Linked DNA regions of Mus musculus: region 1 is linked to region 2. The links are chromatin contacts, called in public Hi-C maps. All regions are on one chromosome and are shown on one strand. Each heading gives the region's core, a stretch centred on a gene start, on an enhancer-like site or on the middle of the called end of the contact. The rest is flanking DNA. Distances are from core to core; before and after follow the strand shown. Region 1 overlaps 5730522E02Rik (RIKEN cDNA 5730522E02 gene). Region 2 has its middle 15 kb from the start of Gm12069.

What was found. Hi-C and Micro-C count contacts between places; a contact is called where the count stands out from the background.
Region 1: a Hi-C map of B cells shows a contact between it and region 2, with 3 times the contacts expected there. The contact joins two enhancer-like sites. A contact is called at or near these places in 5 of 484 Hi-C or Micro-C datasets (B cells, cerebellar granule neurons, cerebellum and 2 more), 2 of 115 datasets of contacts at active chromatin or transcription factors (SST interneurons and embryonic basal ganglia) and 2 of 9 other capture datasets (embryonic tail and embryonic trunk).

What each region holds. Positions count from the first base shown.
Region 1 is chr11:25,845,408-25,851,890 of GRCm38.p6, forward strand. The region is part of intron 2 of 5730522E02Rik (RIKEN cDNA 5730522E02 gene); the gene reads right to left. Among named protein-coding and RNA genes, the nearest start is that of Gm51856, 65 kb to the left of the region's middle. Within about 2 kb of position 3,909, at least 34 of the 459 cell types and tissues checked have an H3K27ac peak or open chromatin away from gene starts, as enhancers often do. A contact at or near this core is called in B cells and SST interneurons, where this site is marked.
Region 2 is chr11:25,282,841-25,289,973 of GRCm38.p6, forward strand. No RefSeq gene overlaps it. Among named protein-coding and RNA genes, the nearest start is that of Gm12069, 15 kb to the right of the region's middle. Within about 2 kb of position 5,646, at least 13 of the 459 cell types and tissues checked have an H3K27ac peak or open chromatin away from gene starts, as enhancers often do. A contact at or near this core is called in B cells and SST interneurons, where this site is marked.

The DNA.
Region 1 (6,483 bases), core at 2,659-5,158, 560 kb after region 2:
CCTCATATTCTTTAAGTTTTAGAAAGAACCAGAGGGATTTTGGTCTAGAACAGTAATTAACAATTGGTTTGCTTTTATGACTAATAGAGAGCTTGAAAATAGAATAATATAATAATACCAGTGACACCAGGGAAGATTCAGAGGATAATGGAGCCTGACTGACATCCCTGTGCTTGTTAGGTTGAACAAGGAGTCCCATGAATTCGAGGTGATTTTAGTCTACATAATGAGACCCCATCTCAAAAACAAAACAAACAAACAAACAAAAACAAACAACAATAAAACAAACCAAGCAATCAAAGCTCTATAAAGCTATGGGTGGTGTCTGTGTGTCTAAAGCTAAGATCTGTGAGCACAGCTCCTTCCTTCCTGTCTCACCTTGGCCTTTGCTCTTGCTGATGCTTTACAGTGTGGTTCCTTTTAAAATATATTTTGCAATTTTCCTTTTACCGACATTCTAAAATTTAGCTTAAGCAACATTGCAATCATTTATGAATCCACACAGAGTTAACTGGTCTTGTTTTTACTTGTTCTATGGAATATTCCTTAAAGACATTTTATGACTCTTCTAGAATAAAGCTCAGTAAAATATATTACCTATATTTTTAAAAAATAATTTTGCAAGTCACCCAGCTGTCAGGAAGACTCGTGCTTCTTTTCCCACAATTTTGTTCGGCTATTCTTAGTTTTCTTCTCTACTTTTATCTGGAAAACCTTAGCTAAAGGCTGAACTACTGAAATTTTTATCTGAAGTTTTTCTAATTCATTAAATTTTATCCTTGTATTTCTGATGTCCCTTCTTGCTATCTGGTAGCATTTTTTCCATATAAGAAGGTAAGGCTATGGGTTTGACTTAATACTGTTTCAACTAGATCTCATCAACTAATAAAATGCTGTTATTTTCTTAAATATGCTCTGAAATTTTGGGTTACATTTCCTCTTTAGACCTCAAGCTAAGACATTTTTCCCTAGGGACTAGCAAATTTTATTTTCTGTTTTCCCATAATTTTCATTTTTCCTGGCTTGTGATAAAGAGCAGGCTGTGTTTTGCTGTTTACGTGTGTGTGCAGGTGCGTTTTTTTCAGGTGTTTAAAGCAGCAAGAGTTCTTGCTTATTAGGGAACTAATAAGTTCCTGGTTATTAGGGAACAATGTTTCTATTTGTATGAATTAGAATTTCATGGTTTACATTTTACCCCTCAGACAATGAGTTGAACAACTGCTGTTTCTATTTTTCTTTGCATATCATAATTTTACAAGTTGATACTATGGTATTAGTGGAATAGAAAATTATAACAATTATATCTTCATCCCAGGTTTCATTCTTCAGTGTTACAAGGTTTTTCTTGTCTTAACTACTTCCTGTGTCTCCTCTCTTCCTTGGTCCTCAGTGGCAGGTCACCACTCATCATTGTTGTATACATTTGGATATAAACATGTTGTTTACATTTGGATATAAACATATTGTTTACTTGTTCTTGCCTGTTGTTTATAAAGGCTCTTTTGTCTTATCTATGTCCTAGTGATATGTGACCACGTCTAGGGATACTTTGATTCATCCTGACTGAAATGGACAGGGTTGTTCTACTTAACACCAAGTAAGAATAATCTTGAGCTATTGCTAAACATTTAATGCACAGAACAACATAACTGTCGGCCAACCAACAATGCTGCAATACAGGATGGCTGTGCTCCATGGCAAAAGCTTGAATGCTTAGTGTTTTAATCATCAAGTTTGGATGAATTCTGGGGTGTTCAGGGTTTTGACTTTGCAAAATGCCTTTTTGGTCTACAGATGTGCTGAGCCATGTGCATAACTTCCTGTGTTGCATGTGGACCTTTGGTGTAGTTAGACACTTCCACCATTTCCTTGAGAGACATGTTTCCTCTTATGTCAGAATATTTTACATTTTGTTCCAGGTGTTTGGTGTTGTGTTTTGTTGCCATGAGTCTTCTTATACATTTATAGTTCTAAATATTTAAGAATGAGATTTAATTATTGTAGCTACCCCATTTTGTCCCATCAACTGGCCTCTGATTTTGAGACTATTTATCTGATACACTTATCCTCTGAGCAATGAAAGCCACAGTGTTACATTCATAGAGCTCTCCCTCAGTCAGTAAAGCACTTGCCTTGTACTCATAAAAATCAAGAGAGCCCAAGATTGTAGTCCCAAATGTTGTGTACAGTAAGACAGTTACATTTGTGGAACCAACTAGTAAGCCATAATCACCTAACTGCTGAGTTCCAGGACAGTGAGACATCTTACAACATCTGAGGTTGGACACTACATTTCACACACACACACACACACACACACACACACACACACTTACACATGCACACATACAGACACATACACACAAAGCCATACACACAGAGGCACACACATAGACACATACACATACACACATACAAATACACACACATATGCAGAGGCTGATAGTCAAATCCGGGACATAATACATGGTAAACAATTTCTCTACCCTCCTGCTACATCCCCAGCCACACATTTTTGTATTCATTTTTGTAATATCAAGTGATCTTGCTTTTATAAGTTAATTTATCAGCAGATTACATTCATCAACTTGCAAACATCATACTTCTTTTAATTTCCATTTGATTTTTTTAATCACTATTTTGTTTGTATATTATTTTTACAAGGATGTACTTGGCAGAAAAGAAAAAAAGGAAGGAAGGAAGGAAGGAAGGAAGGAAGGAAGGAAGGAAGGAAGGAAAAAGGGGGAGAGAGAGAGAGGCAGAGACAGATAGAGACCGACAGAGACAGAGAGATGACAGATTAAAATTCTCAACCCTTCCACACACCCACTTTTTTTTTTAATTTTTTTATTACATATTTTCCTCAATTACATTTCCAATGCTATCCCAAAAGTCCCCCATACTCTCCCCCCCCCCACTTCCCTACCCACCCATTCCCATTTTTTGGCCCTGGCGTCCCCCTGTACTGGGGCATATAAAGTTTGCGTGTCCACACACCCACTTTTGAGAGTGTAGTTTGTGTGTGTGGTGACCTTGAGCACCTCTGCCAGGAGAGCAGCCTTGTTTTGTGCCCCTCCCTCTAGCTCCACTCAGAGTTCCAGCATGTCCATGGAGGGTCACTGCTGTTTGGAGTGTTTGAAACAGCTGTTTTATTGTCTTAATCCTTCATTCGTATTTTCGTAAGTCTTCTATAGACTTACTGTATTATCTGTGGGAGCTAAACTTTGCTGTGGAGAAGTTTGGAATCAGCCTGATTTTTAATCTATTATAAGTGTGTCAATGTTTTTTTCTTTTCTTTCTTTTTTCTTTTTTTGCCTTTCTGCCTCACCTTTTGTGAGATTGTGTTTGGTATTTATTGCCTAAAATGGGCCAAGGTTTCCGGGATGTATGCCCCTTCAACGCATAGATTTGTTTTCTTTGAAGCGAATTTCATCAACTTGTATCCTTAATTAATCACTGCATTAGTACCAGGTTTTCTTCCATACGGAATTCAAATAAGCATATGGGAGCCGGGCCCTCATTACCTTTCTGCCTAGTTCATTTCCTTTGCTGTCTTCTTCACTCCCCTCGGTGCAGCAGGCAGTGCTCTCACAGTCCTCCCCTGCTAGTGAACCCAGCGCTTGCCTGGGTTTCAGTTCCTTGTTATTTTTCTTTCGCTTTCCCCCTGAGTTCTCTCAGCTCACTTTTCATTCCTTTTAACACATTTTCATCTCCTGAATTCCTGCATCGCATCTCTTCGAATTTACTCTAAAAAGTAAAAATAAGGACACGGGAACCAACGACATTCCTCCTGGTTAAATTGTAGCTGCATGGTGAAGGCTTCGTTCGGAGATACTCCTTTTTCCTCTAAGACAGTAGTGTCTCTGTGGTGACTCCTTGTCTGGTTTGTACTTTTGCGTTTGTGTGGCTTTCTGGAAAGCTGTCTATCATGGAGAAGGCAGGTGTCTCCCTGGCCAGCTAGTGTGCTCAGAGATCTGTTCTCCACTACGAACATGAGGCTTCCAAGCATAAGCTGTGCCTGTGGCTCTGGCTGTCCTGAAGCCCTGAGCCTGTCCAGCTCCTGACATGGCACTTCACACTGTCATCTCTTCACTTCCTTTGTAACTTTCTCTCTCCACATGTGTCCCTGCAAACAAGAAGCAGAGTCCTGCTGAGGAGTCACAGAACCTGGGCAACAGGATCTAGTTTTTGCTTTTGAGCTCCTCCACACAGCATAAGTGCAAATCCATTTCCTGGGGTAGGCTCTGCAAAGACCCCCGAGGGTGCATTCTAGTTAAACCATACAAATACAATACAAAAACTTTTATTTTCTTCTTGCTATGTTAATTTACAAGGGTGTCTAAGGTGGTGGAGGAAGTACAGAGTCTCTAGACACATGATCCCAGCATAGGTCTGTTTTCCTGATCATTTCTTAAGACCTTTGTTTTCTATTGGTACTGTATTTCCCCCTTAATTCACTTACTGTTCAGACCTGTGTGTAATGCTTTTGGACCATATTTGCCTTGCATCACTCCTTCCTTTCAATTTCTCCCCTATCTCCCACTTCCTGTCTCTTCCAACTTCTTGAGAGCTCTCCCACACACACCCATCAACTTAGTGTTGCTTGAATGTGTGTGGTTGGAGGAGAGAGGCTCCTACATGGAGCCTCTCAGGGCCTGCATGCCTTAAGGAAACCCTCTCCCACTCCAGCAGTCATCAATTGCCAATAGCTCCTGAAGTGGGATATGACCCTCCCCGACCCCCCATCAATGCTAGGATTTTCTCAGCTCTTTGTGTGTGTTTCGTTCTTGCAGTCACAGCTGCTGTGAGTTCAAGTGTGTAATTACACTGGCTTGCATAGCAAATATGTCTCTGCTAGAGACATATACTACCACTGCCTATTTTTAATCTTTGAACTGCCTCTTCTTCTATGATTTTAGAACTTCTGTGGGAGAGAGTATTTTAGAGATGACCCATTTAGAGCTGAACACTCCAGGACCTCTGATAGCCATCATGTTGACCTTCTGGTGTGGGAGTCTGTATAATCGCAGTCTACTGTAAACCCAAGTTTCTCTGATAGGGTTTGAGAGATATCCACCAGTGCAATGGTGGCATGAATGTTAGAGGAATGGCCAAACACTTCTTGATTTGATCTAAAGCCGGCTCTATGAGAAAGAACCCATGTCAAAGCATCCATGGCTGGTTGGTACATAGGCCCTAGTGGAGAACCTCATACTACCATTCTATTAAACAGGCATGGTTAAGCAATAGCATTTATCGTTCATAAAAGTTGGAAATATTTATCTGGAATTCAATCTTCTGCAGGGCTGTAGATTGAACCAAGACCTCATTCTTATTAAGCAAGGACTCTGACTCTGAGCCATTTCCCCAGGCACTTCTGTGAGGAAGAATTTTTGTAAATGTTTGAAATTAACCAAAATTCAATTATCATACCATCAAATCCGTTTCATTTTTCTACGTCCTCTTTGCTTTTAATACTGAAATGGTTTTCCTATACTTCTGCCTATAATGGTAACATAAATTCCATAGAGATAGTTCTTATTGGCTCTTTTTTTTAGATTTAACTTTTTAATTGATCATAAATATATGTTCATGTATTGTAAAAAGTAGATAATTAAATTTAATTATTTGGGACAATTTTTGCATTAATTATCCATTTTATATTAATTATCCATAAAATTGATACCTTTAATGAGGTATTTATATGAAGTTAAATTCTATACTTAAATGCTATTATACCTTGTCTATTTAATTTTATAACATCTTCATTTTTATTATAATGTTATGTGTTTTCTATAACTTTACCACATCACCTTTCTTTCTCAAAATAATACCCTTCTATGCTATAATTTTTTCATGAAAATTTATATTCAATTTTGAGATATTTATTGTATAGCTATGAAGGTGGGTGTGAAGATATAAATATACATTAGCATAAATGTATAAGGAAATACACATGACAGGAAAAATTAGGTTATATTTTGAAACACTAGCTACTTACTCAAGTGCATAGAAATTTAAAATAAAAAATAACAAATGGTTTGAACAGATTTTCCTCTTCCTGCCTCTATTAGCCTTCATCCAAGTCACAACATTTTTACATCATAATTGATAGTCATAAGCAGTGGAGGAGAAAAGGGTTTTTTTTTTTATTTTAAAATAAAATTTGTTTTTAATCTCTCCATATTTCCAACACTGGCTACTTAAGGTTTTTGTTTTTGGTTTTTTTCCGTCAAATACATTCTAGTGATAGTTTGGGTACCAAAGGGTATTTAACTCATGAGTAAAGTCCTCTCTAAACAGGCCTGAGGACCCGAGCTTGATGCCCAGACTCTTAACTGTTGCCTATGTTCCCATGTACGTCACATGCACATACAATAACAATAAAGTAAACATTTAAAGAACTAGACAGGTGACAAGGTGACATAAACTAAGGAAGTGATTTAGTAAATAGAGACAGAAAGAGTGAGAACTTAGCATGTA
Region 2 (7,133 bases), core at 4,396-6,895:
TGGAAACAATCACATACAACCTGTTTTTCAGGTGGAATTGTATAGACTTAAGACTGTAGCACAGCAGAAACTCTCAGGATTCAGTAACTTCAACAACAAAGGTTTATTTATTAATATTGCATAAGGCTCTTTGTATCTAGTCTACAAGGAAAATAAGTTGATAATTCCTCTATTACCTTCCAATCAAAGAAAGATGATAATAGCATGTGTATAAGATCTCATCTCTAACACCACCTAGCCTGAATTGTCACACAAATTATTCTATATAGACTTCATTGGCCTTAAGAAAGCCACTATCTAACATAGTATTACAAAGTAAAATCATACTACATGCTCAGAAGAGATCAAGATATTTGTAAATAAATCTACAGATTATAATAACATTGCTAACTTTATTTCTTACTTTAGGAAGACACTTTTCATATAAGTTAGTGAGTGAGTTTTAGATATAGTCTGTACTTTTGCAGTTTCAGATATATATTCTTCCTGATTTTTTAAAAAAATATTTGATTTCTAAATCTGGGTGTAGTGAATAAACCTGTATCTCAGAACAATGAAGACCAAGCCAAGAAGACTGTAGCAATTTTGAGGCTGAGCAAAGCTACAAAGTAAGTTAATAACCAGTCTGGGCCAAAGAGTAAAATCCTGTCTCAAAAAAAAATAAAATAAAAATAAATAAATAAATAAATAAATAAATAAATAAATATTTCTATCTTAGCCATAGTTTTCTGTGGAAATATATACCATCATGTTTAAAAGAAGTTAATAAACATTTGATGTCTCCAGATATTACATTTTATTGACTGAATGTTGAAAACATGGTGCATTAGCTAATACTTGCTCATTATGTCTTGCAAACTATCATTATGTGAATAAGAGCTCAGAAATGCACACCCAGTTGCTCAGTGCTGACATTCTGTTGCATTTTGTTTTGGTAAATCTCCACCCAAATATGCCCTGGCAATGGAAACAGAACTCAGTTAATATGAATACATGCTGTGAGCCTAGACTGGACAGATCTCCAGCTACACTACCATCTTCCATATCTATGAGACCCCTTAGAACTTGCAGTTTCTCCAGACCATGTGCTTCTGCTTCACTTTTCTTCCTCTTCCTCTTCCATTTTCTTTTTCTTCTCGACCTACCTTCCGCTCCACCTTCCCTTTTATCTGCCCAATCATCAGCTCTCCTGTATTTTACAAATTAAGGTGGGAAGCAGGCTTACAGGAAATCACCTGAGTGCTGACTCGTTCCTTGTTCACAACCACTCACAGGAGAACGGAATTAACATGAAATATAATTAGCCCCAGGGTTGTCCACAACAGAGATTTTATATATATATATATATACACTTATACATATATATATTGTATTACTTCGGTAAAATTGTCTCATTCTTCTTTGATTATTTCCATGTGGCTTTTTTTCTGTTCTTTTTTTGCTAGTAGTTTCAAATTTTTTATCCTTTATTCTTCCCTTTTCCATTTTGATTTCGTTCCTAGTCTCTCTCCCCTCTTTTTCTTCTCCCTCCTTTGCTTCTCACTCCCCTCTGCTCACTCCCAGTCTTTCTTCATTCTATGACTCTTTTGGTTAATATGGCAACATTGGCTTTTTCATTAGATTAAGGAGATCCTGTAATTGGCTCTGAGGATGTCCATCTTCCATCCCCATTTCTAGTTCTTACTTGCTTCAAGCTTTGTTTTATTTTTTTCTATTATATCTTTTTTCTAGAATACTTGGTTATATTTTTATTTTACTTCTTTCCATTTTATGACTGATTTATACTAGTTTAATGGTTCCACTACATATTTTAGCATGCAAATGTAATCTGTGAACCTATGTCAGTAACTTACCTTCATTCTAAGTGTGCCCGAGCTTCTAGAGATTTTAATATGTAACACCTCCCTCCATTTACATTGTTTACTTTATTGGTTTTGTCTATTAATTTTTCACCACTCAGAGACTTTGTCACTATGAATTTGTGCAGCCAAGGTCTCCACATTTTCCACATATTGCCACTTTCTTTGCTCTTGATTTATCCTTGTTTCTAAAATGAACATCTGGAATCACTTTCCATCTCTGTGAATTACATTCTTTTAAAGTTGTTAAAGGGAATCTGTGGATAGTGAACTATTAGTTTCGTTTCTTCCAAATACCATGATTTAACCTTGTTTCTGAAGACACCGCGATCCACGCACAATCTTCATTAACAGGTATTTTCTTCAAGCACACGAGGTCTTGTAGTTTTGCTCTAGGGAAGTTACCTGTTAACTCATAGAACCACTGAAAGTTTTCATTTGCTATTGGTGTTCAATATGCTTATGTGGTTGATGCTGTGCAGTTCTGCACGTTTAAGTATTATCTCCTCAGTTATAAGTTCATGGAGCTTAATTAGTCTGAGAATTATCATTTTCAAAAAAATAATTTCTGCAAAATTCCTGATTCTTAAACTTTACAATATTATTTTAGTGCCTTTTTCTTTTGAAAAGGGATTTTTCAACTTAATTTTTGAAACAAAATTAAGCATATATTAGAACTGTTTACTTCCCATTTTGACTTGACTCTTTAGGTTTTTATATTTCTTTGCTTTCTCTTCAGATGTATCCTAATGCACAGAAAATCCATGTCTTTTTACTTGTTCAAATGTTACATCTATCCTTTGGGTTACTTATCGTTTTTAGAACGTTTGTTTGTTTCTTTCTGAAATAAACTTCACATTTTACAACCTCTAACTTTTTCACAATTTCACTCTCTCAGCTCTCTTAGTAATACAGATTTATTTTATACTCTGTAAAATATATTTCTGATACATGCTATTTGTGACATTTTTGGCAGATTGTCTTGCCCATAATGTTTAATGGTTGTCACTTACAGTGTCCCATTTCCTTGTCTATTTTGCACATATGTCTTTATAACTTCAGTGTGGGAATTTTTAAAGCCTGTATCTAAAGATGTGTTCTGCCAGAAAGAAAAAATCACAGCCTTGTGTGTTTATTATTAGTGTGAGATGCTCACTAATTCTCTCTTTCTCCCTTTCTGTTTCCCTACCTATGTATATTCTGTATTGCTACATAACATATGTGTATATTCATGTTTGAGCATGCAGTCTTCTACTTATGTGTATTCTGTATGTGCTACATAATATATGTGTATATTCATGTTTGATCATGCAGTCTTCTACCTATGTATATTCTGTATGTGTTACATATGTGTATATTCATGTTTAAGCAGTTCTAGGAACTGTGGATCACTTGTTCAGGCCATGGTGGAATTATGGCTGACTTATTCATGTCATGGTGGAACTCTAAATTTTGCTGGTGACTGGGATGCATTGACTTGTATTTTACATAACTCTGAGTATGTGGGCCATGGAGGGACTGGTTATTCACAGCAGTGTTTCATACTGTATTTTCCACCTAAGGTGCTCACTAAATGTTATCCTCCCAATAAGTTCAAAGCCACAAACCAGAAAACAAAAGCAAAATTATTTGGAACAGAAAGTACTATCAAGGCAAAGTCAGAGTCAGGATCTCCTACTCATTTCTCTTTCTTTCTTTTACTTAAGGTTTGGTGCTTTACTGATTAACTTTTAACTTAGCATGTTATTAAAAGATGAATATTTATATCCATCCATATATATATATACATACATATATAAACATACATACATACACACATACATATATATACACACATATATATACATGCACATATATACATACAAATAAACATATACATATACATACCAACACACACAGGCACGTGCATATACACACCAACTGTATTTACTTTTGGCAAAAGTAGTTGTTGCCCATAGCTCTCCATCTGTTTTTTTCTTTTCCATCAACTCATCCTTTGTATTATGTTTATTCATCTACTGCATGGTCTGGGTGGACATAATAGGTGAAATTATTCCATTTCTTAGAACCATTTTAACAGAAAGGTGGTGGAAGAGACCCTGATTCTTCCAGAAGTCATCATATTCTTCGAAGGCCTTTCTCATTACTCCTGGTGAGTAATGTAGCATGTTCTAAATGGGTCTTGGATATCAACACTTTTAGCTCTGCTCATGGTGAATGCCCTGTGGCCTCCTCCTCTCTTCTTGGACCGCCTTCTTCCTACTTCCCAGGAACTGTAGGCACTTCCTGGGTTTCCTTTGGTGAGGAGCTTCTTACAGGAGAACTCTCACATAGATATGGCACAGGAAGAAAAGCGTGCCATTAGACAGCAAAGCTGAGGATGTGAGTCGCTGGATTCAGAACCCTGCTTAATGAGACCTGGCCACTGACTCTCCAGCTCACTCCTGTGCAAGCAAACCTAAATGGCCACAGGATTCAAACCACTCCACACACTGAGCACGGTAAGAGAGGCTAAGTCTGCTGTTACATCACTCTGTTGCTCCTGCATCCCCATAACACACATTACAGCCATGGCATTTTTACCCATGGACACTGACCCAGTATGAAAAAATAAAAATAAAGTTTTTGCCAGGCTATAGAAGTCCACAGGGACTCACTGTACTGGACTTTGTCCTAACACCACACTTCAATCAAAAACTTTTTGTACAAAATGTCACTTTCAAAGTTGTGGTTTGGGGGGGAAAAGTATCTTTATAAAAAATTCATGGCTACAATGATCTGATAATGCAGTGTTCTGATACCAGCAGATGTTTTGTCTAACATGTTCCCTGAAGCTGTACTCTGTGCCTTCATATCTTTCATTTCCAGTTGCTATCTGCTGACTGTGGGATGTCATGTACGTACCCTATAGCTATGCGCGGCAATTCGCATCTAACACCACCACGCGTAATGAGCTTCACAAGATGCTTGTCGCAATAACTCCGTACTTCCCTAACCATATGGAACACAACACTCTAAAGCCCATAGACACTTTTTTTTATTACAGTTCAGATCCTTAAAACATAATCTGTGTGATGTCTAGTGAGTGTACGTGAAGAGCTGCTGAAAACAAAGTTAACACTTGCTCACATCATCTGTTACAAATGTCCAATTTGGGACAATAAATTTCCTCAGAACCTGTTGTTTTGCTGACTCGATGCTTTATCCTTTTTTTTTCCCTCTTTCTCTCACATCGTTTTTTTTTATGAACTATGCATATGTATTAAATGGGATTTGTTGTCCCTAGATACCAATTTGCATAAAGTACAAGCCATCATTGGTTGGAGAGAAGCAAATTACTTCTCCGGCAAGATCACACTTTTTTTTTTTTTTTAATTTTAACAAACCACAGGCAGAGGCTGTTAACAGTACTTAGCCAGATATGCAAAGTATCACTTTTCTCAAAAGCAGTTTGATCAATGAGGGGGAAGATGGAGAAAGTGAGAGGTGATAGGATTCAATTAAGTCCCACAGAAAGCTGACCCTAAGAGAGATGGCCACGCCTGCTCAGCTACCTGTCCACTGCCTGTTACCTGAGCCTCCTTTTTTTTCTCCTTCAGTGCATGTAGGTAGGTATTCAAGGCTTCTGAGGGGGAAAAAATCAAGACTTAGCAAAGAAGTGAGACCAACTCAGCAGCTTTTAAAAATAACACGAATCTCTCAGTTTCGTTCTCTGCTCCGCAGAAAGCACGTCAGTTTTGATTTATTTCCTTTTCAAGTTTCCCTTGCCTTCTCTTTCCTTTGCAACTTAATAGTCAAACAGCTTCCTGTCAACAGCTCTGCTTGCAATTGCTGACTCCCAATGTCCTCGAAGCTGCAAGTACGACCTGCACCCCCACCTCTGCCCACCATGAAAAGCAGATTTCCCTTACAGATTCAGGGAGGTGCGGGGCTTGTGGACAGAGCCCTGGTAACCAAGTACGCGCTAGTCCATGTTTCCTCCTACGCCCTCATCATGTCTGTACACCTGCGACCGGTCCACAATTGCCTGGGTGATAATGCGGAGGCTAGCAAACTCCAGCTTGTCCCTCTGCTAAGCAGAGCTGTGCAGTTTTGCTAAATAAAGAAACAAACAGCTCTTCCAGCCAAGAATCACAGACAACTTATGGGGGGAGGGGGAGGGGAGAGATGGAAGTTGTGAACCTTAGAAACAGCTGGGATTAAATGACACTCTAACTTTGGACAAACTTGCCACAGGAACTTCAAGAACTAGATTCGGATTTAGACACATGTCTCAGTTCAGGTTAGGATCTAGTTGCTTTGTTGTGTGCTACAAAAATAATTCAGTTTTTAATGTAAGGTTCAGTTGTTCTAACTTGAGTGTGTGTAGCTTCCTTACAGAGCAGACACTTGTTTTAACTATCATAACTTCTAAAGATAAATGAATATTCCTTAGTTAATTTTGTTCCCCTTTCTGGGAAAGCATTGTGTTTCTTATTGACCCTATTGCTTTGTCAGAAGGCCAAACAGCACTGGAAACAATTAAGTGAGAAGCCAGCTCGCTAGTGATGTCAAGGTGCTCACAACTCCCAATAATGTCTTTGAAGATGTTAAAACGATAACTTGAGTAGCAGAAGGTGGAGACTTTGAGTTGGGTGGCAGTGCCCCGTACTCTATGCTCTCGATGCCTTGAAACTGCTTCTTAACAGTGCCTAACATTATTTTTTAAACAAATCAGTGAATGATGCTCTTATGAGCTAATAGACATGTTGAGTCCTTGATTTAGACTCCTGTGACTTTGACGGAGAGAGCAAGGGGATGAAGAAAGTCAGATAAATGCATGGACACACAGAAAGGCTGGGATTAGATTAACTGGGAGGGTGGATGGAGAAACCACAGCACTCTGGAAGTTCAACGTGTTTCTTACTAAAGAGGCAGAGTTACTGAGTACAGCTGAAAAAGGAGGCAGGACTATTATAATCAGACAAATAAGGAGGCAGAGTCTACGGCATATAGCTGGATGTAGGTGACTGGTTTAGCTAACCTCAGTAGGTGCAAGCTCTGCTATGTATGTTAGCAGTCTTTAGGCCATAAATACTTGGTGTAGGCGGGGGATAAAGCTCTGGTGCCCATTTTCAGCAAGCCTGTGACACCCTCCCTCAGTCCCCTGCGGAAGGCATTGCCATCCCTCTGAGCCTTCTGCTATGGCTCCCTGACCTGGCTGTGCCTGTGCCAACAGCACACATCCACTTAGGTCTTCTCTCACTCACAGCTTTCAGTACTTCTCATGTGAAC